Linked DNA regions of Callithrix jacchus: region 1 is linked to region 2. A link is a contact called in public Hi-C data. All regions are on one chromosome and are shown on one strand. Each heading gives the region's core, a stretch centred on a gene start, on an enhancer-like site or on the middle of the called end of the contact. The rest is flanking DNA. Distances are from core to core; before and after follow the strand shown.

Evidence for each region. Hi-C and Micro-C count contacts between places; a contact is called where the count stands out from the background.
Region 1: a Hi-C map of skeletal muscle shows a contact between it and region 2, with 10 times the contacts expected there. The contact joins two enhancer-like sites. A contact is called at or near these places in 2 of 3 Hi-C or Micro-C datasets (both in skeletal muscle).

The regions. Positions count from the first base shown.
Region 1 is chr17:55,007,701-55,011,395 of calJac240_pri, reverse strand. The region is part of intron 1 of LOC128929987 (a long non-coding RNA gene); the gene reads left to right. Among named protein-coding and RNA genes, the nearest start is that of DPH3, 28 kb to the left of the region's middle. Within about 2 kb of position 2,000, at least 2 of the 16 cell types and tissues checked have an H3K27ac peak or open chromatin away from gene starts, as enhancers often do. A contact at or near this core is called in skeletal muscle, where this site is marked.
Region 2 is chr17:54,638,598-54,642,076 of calJac240_pri, reverse strand. All of the region lies in intron 1 of ANKRD28 (ankyrin repeat domain 28), which reads left to right. Among named protein-coding and RNA genes, the nearest start is that of ANKRD28, 32 kb to the left of the region's middle. Within about 2 kb of position 1,361, at least 1 of the 16 cell types and tissues checked has an H3K27ac peak or open chromatin away from gene starts, as enhancers often do. A contact at or near this core is called in skeletal muscle, where this site is marked.

The sequences.
Region 1 (3,695 bases), core at 751-3,250, 370 kb before region 2:
AAAAAAAACATACACAATTTCACAGAACACCAACGTCAGACAGCCCACTCTGTGGCTGCAGTGGAGTGAGACGACCACACTGAAACAAGAACGCCCAGCAAGCTAGGAAAATGACCAAACAGCTCCACCTGGCAAATATGAGGGGTGTTCATCAAGTACAGCTCCAGCCCTGCTCTGCTCCCCACAACCTCCTAGATAAAAATTATTAGGTTGCCCAATTATACAATTACCCCACTTTCTGACAGCCCCAAGCCCAAGCCAGACCATGCTTCCCAACTATTCCCCAAATCACCTGACCCAAGCACTGATCTCCTGAGAAGCTCCTCTCGACACCCTTCTACTGAGACACCCGTGGTTCCCCATGTGGATGGTTTTCTTGCTGTGACAACTGCCAATAAACCTAAATTTGGCCAGGCGCAGTGGTTCACGCCTGTAATCCCAGCACTTTGGGAGGCCGAGGAGGTGGATCACGAGGTCAGGCGTTTGAGTCCAGCCTGACCAACACGGTGAAACCCCGTCCCTACTAAAAATACAAAAATCAGCTGGGCATGGTGGCGCACACCTGTAGTTCCAGCTACTCAGGAGGCTGAGGCAGGAGAATGCTTGAATCGGGAGGCGGAGGTTGAGGTGAGCGACATCGCGCCTGGGCAACAGAGCAAGACTCCGTCTCAAAAAAACAAAAAAAACAACCTAACTTTGATCACCCAGAGATATGTTTCCGGTGGTGCTGGCAGGCAGGCATAGTCCCAAGGGAAGCTGCCCCGTGCTAATCCTCAGCACGGGAAGGAAGTACCTGGGCGTCCCCCGCATCAGCTGCGGAAGTGATCCCTGCGAGCCATTTGGAAGGCGAACTGGGTTCTGACCTGAGGGAACCTTTGTTGATTTGCTGTTATTGCAGATGTGTTGGTGCCCAGTGTACCATCCTGGGGCCTCCTTGGATATCAGCGTCTGCTCTGGTGGAACTTCCATGGGGGCTCAGATTCATCTTGCACAACATCCAGGGCAAGCCCCACCCTCTCCACATTTCGGCATTGGGGTCTTTTCTAAAGCCTTGGGAGCCTGCTCTGCTCCTGTATGTGCAATCTGCAAAGTGTATTGCAGGGAGTTAATGGCCCCGGGTGGGTGTGGCCGTCACCCAATAGGGGATGAGAGCTGGTGGGAAAATGTCTCAGTCTGCTGTTCTTGAGGTGGATACTTCCGGAACATGTTCTGTGGGCATCTCAGAGCAGAAAGAATCAAACCCCATTGCTCACAGCACCCTTACATTGGCTTTTCTTCCTTCCCTATCTTACTCTTCCCTCTCACTTCCTGGGAGATCCCTGCTTCCTGGGATCAACTCCCAAATAAATCACCTGCATCCAAGGCCTTGTTCAGGCTGCACTTATGTTACCTGAAACTAAGATACCACCCCAGCAACCCCTGCCACCACCTCTTCTTACAGAATTTTCTTCCTTTCTTTCTTTTTTTTAAGACAAGGTCTCTCTCTGTCACCCAAGCTGGAGTGCAGTGGCACAATCATGGCTCACTGCAGCCAGGACCTCCCAGCCTCAAGTGATCTTGCCTTAGCCTCCTGAGTAGCTGGGACTACAGGCATGTGCTATGATGCCTAGCTATTTTATTTTTATTTTTTGTAGAGACTGGTTTTTGCCATGTTGCCCAGGCTGGTCTTGAATTCCTGAGCTCAAGAGATCTGCTTGTCTCAGCCTCCCAACATGCTGAGATTACAGGCATGTGTCACCACACTCAGCCCCTACAGAGTTTCTTAACCATAATATTGGCCAGAATTGTTTCCACCTCTAGCTCTAATCAAGATTTCCCAAGCTCCTGGTCACAGAGATTAGTTCAGGGGCACATTCTGCAAGTGAGTTCAGTCACAGCAAGCAGAAGAGCTTTGCGGGAGATTCTGGGACATAGACTCAGTCTTAGCCACTGGGCCTGCGGGCATGGCAGCTGAAGGATAGCTGCACATTTTTGCTACTCGTCCCTTGGATAGGTGGGGTCTGCTTTCCCTCCCCCTTGAGTCTGGGCTAGCTTGCGATTGCTTTGAGCAAAGGAGGATGCTGGAGGAGATGCTATGTCAGTCCCAGGTCTGGCCTTTAAGAAAATTGGCAGACTCCCTCTTGGTCTCTGGAGATGCTCAACCACTGTGTAAGATAGCTGCCGCAGAGATGATGGAGATGATCTTGAGATTATATGGAGAGGGAACAGCCCAGGTGAGTCCAGCCCACCAGCTGCCCCTGCCATGTGAGAAGCTCTTTTGTACCCTCCAGAAAAGAACAGCCATGAGCTAACACCACCAAGTGACACCAGTTAGAGCCCCAGGAAGCAAAAGACTTGCCTAGTTGAGCCATGCCCAAACTCCTGAGCCATAAGATCACGAGCCATAATAGTTGCTGTGTTAAGCCACTAAGTTTAGGGGTAGTTTGTCATGCAGCAAAAGAAAACTGGAGCAGTGTCGGGGGAGGATGTGAGGTCTGCAGTTGTTACAGCCATATGTGGAGAGTCTAAAGCCAGCCAAAAAGTGATCAGGACAAAGTCCTCTTAAATTTGACCTCAAATAAAACCTCTTAAGTGTCTGAATTTTAGCTCTGTAATTTTTCTTTTCCACTTTCATTCTGCTTCTGTCTAGGCATAAAAGACGTTGCAGTCACTTTAGCTGAAGTTCAACAAGCATGTATTACATACCTATCAAGAGTCACATACTATGCTAGGGACTTTGGGCAAAAATAAAAGCAAAATTTGTTTCAAGTCTAGTGGAGGAAACACCTTTTTGATAATTTTAACACAAAGTGGTCCATGTTAAGACAGGGCTCCATATGCAGTGCTCCAGAAGCGGAGTAATTAACTCAGCCTAGGGGTTTAAGGCTCCAGAGACATGATGCATAAACCCAGTCTTCCATGATAGGTAAGAAGAAGCTGGTAAAAGGCAGGACGGGCATTCTGTGCAGAGGGAACAGCATGGTAAGAGCGGAGACCAGGAAAAGCATAGTGTTGTATTGGGAACTACAAAAACACTGTTCAGAGATAGGGCAAATAGTGGCAGGTGAGTCCAGAGGGTGGAGGCAGGGTCAGGGAGAAACTTGTAGTCAGGCTGTGCTGGGGAGGCGGGGCATTGTTCTGAAGGTGGCGGGGAGTGTAGAAGACATTATGGAAGGGGAGTGCTTTAGGTAGATCACTTGGGCTCCAGTGTAGATTGAAGGTGCTTGCGAGTGTGAATCTGAGGTTCATGGGTGGAGTCAAGGCTGGAGAAACACTTGGAAATTATCAGAACATAGGTGGATTATTACTTCACAAATATATATTTTAAGGATCACTATATGCTGGGCATATCCCCATGGGAATGTTGGGAAACGACTGTTATTTACAAATATAGATCTATTTTCTGTCCCACTTGGCAAACACATCGAAAGGAGCATTTGATTGCCTTCCTGGAATTGTTTTTGAAATACCTCTGCCTTCCCAGAAACCAGGGAGTACATATTCAACTCTGTTGGAGTCTGTGCTGACATAAAGTTCAGTGAAGATGATATTTTGCAATTTTCTGATTCATAAGTGACTCATCAAGTCATCCAAGCCATTAGTTCAGAAAACAAATTGGACAAGGCCCTAGAGATGTGACCTTGGTAAATAACAGATATTTAATAAATATTTACTGTTTATAAATTCACAAAGTAATCCTAAGAACTAGAACTCAC
Region 2 (3,479 bases), core at 112-2,611:
TGTAACAATGCTTTGGCATATAGTGAACACTCAGTTGCTGGATAATGAATTCTGATTGTGTCTATATAGGACCTGGCATCCATGTTTTTAAAAACTACTTAAGGTTATTTTGATGTATACTCCCAAGGTTGAAGAATAGTAGTCTATCTTCCCTCTGTGGTGTGCATGAGATACAGAAGATATATATTATCCTTTTAAGAAGATCGTTCTCTTGAAATTGGTAATCTGACTGAGTTCCCCAGAAGGAAGAGTTTTTTAGTTTACCACTGTTATCCAGTTTTTTTTTGAAGGTAGAACTTAGAACGTGCACTTGCTTTCCATCAAATAATTAACAGGAAAGGTGGGAAGATAGAGCTAAAAATGAACTTACTCCTTGTTTTGTAAAAGAAAAGGGAAGGTCAGACTTCGTAGATGAGTTTCCTAAAACAGTGATTTTTAATATTGAGGGGAGGGTGATTCTGCTTCTCAGGGGAATTTGTCAATGTCTGTAGATACTTTTTGTTGTTACCACTGGGAGGGATGGAAGGATACTATTGGCACCTATTGGACAGAGGCCAGGGATGATGCTAAACATCCTTTAGTAGACAGGACATTCCTCCATAACAAAGAATCATTTGGTCTGAAATGTCAATATTTCAAAGATGGAGAATCCCTGCTCCAAAACAAGCTGCTTGGAGAAGAGACCGGTAGTTTTGTGGAGTTTGGATCTGGCACATATGCACAGTAGGCTTTGGAGCCAAACAATGTCTTGTGTAAAGAAACATGTAGGTGGGGATTGGCTTTTATTATATATACTCAGGAGTTTGATCTTGACCAACCTTGTTTAGTTTGGGGGAGATTGTTTACTCTCAGATTTTATAATTTGCTTAAAAGGGCTCACAGAACTCAGCAAAGCAGTTAAATTCATGGTATGATTTATTACATTAAAGGAATACAGTTTAAAACCAGCAATGGGTAAAAGTGCATAGGATAAAGGTCCAGAAGAGTTTCAGGCACGAACTTCCAGGTGTCCTCTCCCAATGGAGTTGTGCAGACAGTGCTTGCTTCTCCCAGCAACAATATATGGTGTATTGCCAACAATCAAGGAGTATTGCCAACCAGGGCCACCCACCTGAAGTTTGCTGTCCAGAGTTTTTATTGAGAAGTCAGTCACAACTGTGTGGTCACAGTTGACCACACCTGTGGCTGATGTTAGTGTCCATCTCCTCCAGAGGTCAAGCTGATACTGCGTGACTTAAAGCCCACCAAAAATCATATTGTTAAGGCTATCTGGCATGGAAAAAGGCCCCCAGGTAAACAATGACTCTTCATCAAGCAGGACATTCCAAGGGCTTAGTGGTTACCTTCCAGGAGCTGAGCAAGAGCCAAACCTTTCTTTGGCCAAAATTACTGCAGCAATCCCCAACCTTTTTAGCACCAGGGACCAGTTTCATGGAAGACAGTTTTTCCGTGGATGGGGGCGGTGGGGGTAGGATGGTTTGGGGATGAAACTATTCCACTACAGATCATCAGGCATTAGTTAGTCTCATAAAGAACACACAACCTAGATCCGTCACATGTGCAATTCAAAATAGGATTCACAGTCCTATGAGAATTTAATGCTGCACTGCTCTGACAGGAGGCAGGATTCAGATGGTAATGCATGCTTGCTCACTGTCTGCTGTCCAGCCCAGTTTCTAACAGGCCCAACGGCTAGTGGTCCTAGGCCCAGGGGTTTGAGACCCTGGTCTAAGAGACTTTTCAAAGTGTGGTCCATGAACCCCTGGGAGTCCCTAAGGTCAAAACTGTTCTCAATAATAATAATAATAAATAATAATAATAAAATGTTATATGCCTTTTTTACTTTGACATTTGGACTAATAGTACAAAAGTAATGGTATCTACTATGTATTATGAATCAAGTTAGTGGCACCAGACTAGTAGTCTGTGGTTTTCACTGCCCTGATCATAGTTAAGGAGAGAAAAGCCTATTTCCCTTAAGACTGTTTTTAAGTGTTAGTTACTTATATTACACTTGACCATGGGGTATCTGTATGATAAAATGAGTATATACTGCACAGGAAAAATGCTTATGTGATTGAGTTGCTAACTGGACTAGTCTTTTTTTTTTAAAAAAAATAGAATACCTTTTTACTTGAAAAACAACTAACATTATGCTTATTCAGATTAGACTCTTTGGCAAACCTTTTATTGAAAATATTTCTTGAAAAGGAACAAAGTAAATTCATCACTTCAAGGAAAGCAACTCTCAATATTTGTTACAGATGGTGAAAATTTGACCTTCCAAGCAAAAATTATAATTTAGGTAGCCACCTTGAGCTTGATATTTCAGGCAACATGTAGGAAAACCGTAATGAAAATTATTTAGAGGAAAAGAGACTCTCTGCAAATGTTTTCTTATCTATATAAGAAAAATCCTTAATCAGGATTACCTTGATTTAGAGTCTTGGCCTTTATTACGTCTTTATAAAGAGTAAGCTTTACCATACATAAAGACTTTTCTGGTGGCATTGGTAGAATATTAATAAATGTGACTTTTGATATTGTATATCATGAAATCTGTCAGTAATTGAAAACCTGCCTAACCAGGGAACCAGCATTTTCCAAATGACTGATGCATGATATTGTAAAATCACACATGGGTAAAAAGATCCATTCAAAGTGCAGTTAGACCAATGGATTTTAATGTGAAAAAAGTAGTAAAAGCTTATTGATACAGCTTCATAATTTACATTATAGCTAACTTGTAAGAGCTATCATTTGTCAATCTTTGATGTAATATCAAAGATTATCCACAAGTACCTAAAAATTTGCTACCATGAGTATAGATTTTCTTCATATACTTGAACCACAATAACTTATTGCAGCAAATTAAATGCAGAGGCAGCTGTGAGATTTTATCTATTTTCTGTTAAGCCAGACATGAACAGTGCTACTTAATTTTTTTTTTAATAATCATTTAAAGTTATTTATATTGACATGTAGTGGATTTAGCAGTAAGTAAATTAAAAATAAATACTTTTAAACAGTTTCCTAGTTTTAATTTTTAATACAGTAGACATCAGTAGAAATAACCCTCATAAGCAAAACTTTTTAGGCTCTTAAATAATTCTAACATGTGAAGCGATCTTAAGACCAGAAAATTTAAAAACAGCCTTCTAATATTGGATTCGGAGATATTGTTGAACCTAAGTTTGTCTCTCTTACTGGGTTTGGCTACTACAGACTAGGAGATTTAAATTTCTTGGACTTTGTTGGAAAGTTCTGGCTTTATATTTCAGATGTGCATATATTTTTATGTATGAAATACATGGCAGAATTTAGTGTGGTCAAATTTTGACTTCATATGGCTAGAATTGCATCACTTATGGATATGATGAATGGAGAATTAGTTCTGAAAGAATGACAAAGAATTGCAGGGAATGGTAAATATGTCATTTTCTAGAGGTTAAAATAGGCAAATGATTTTGGAAAAATTG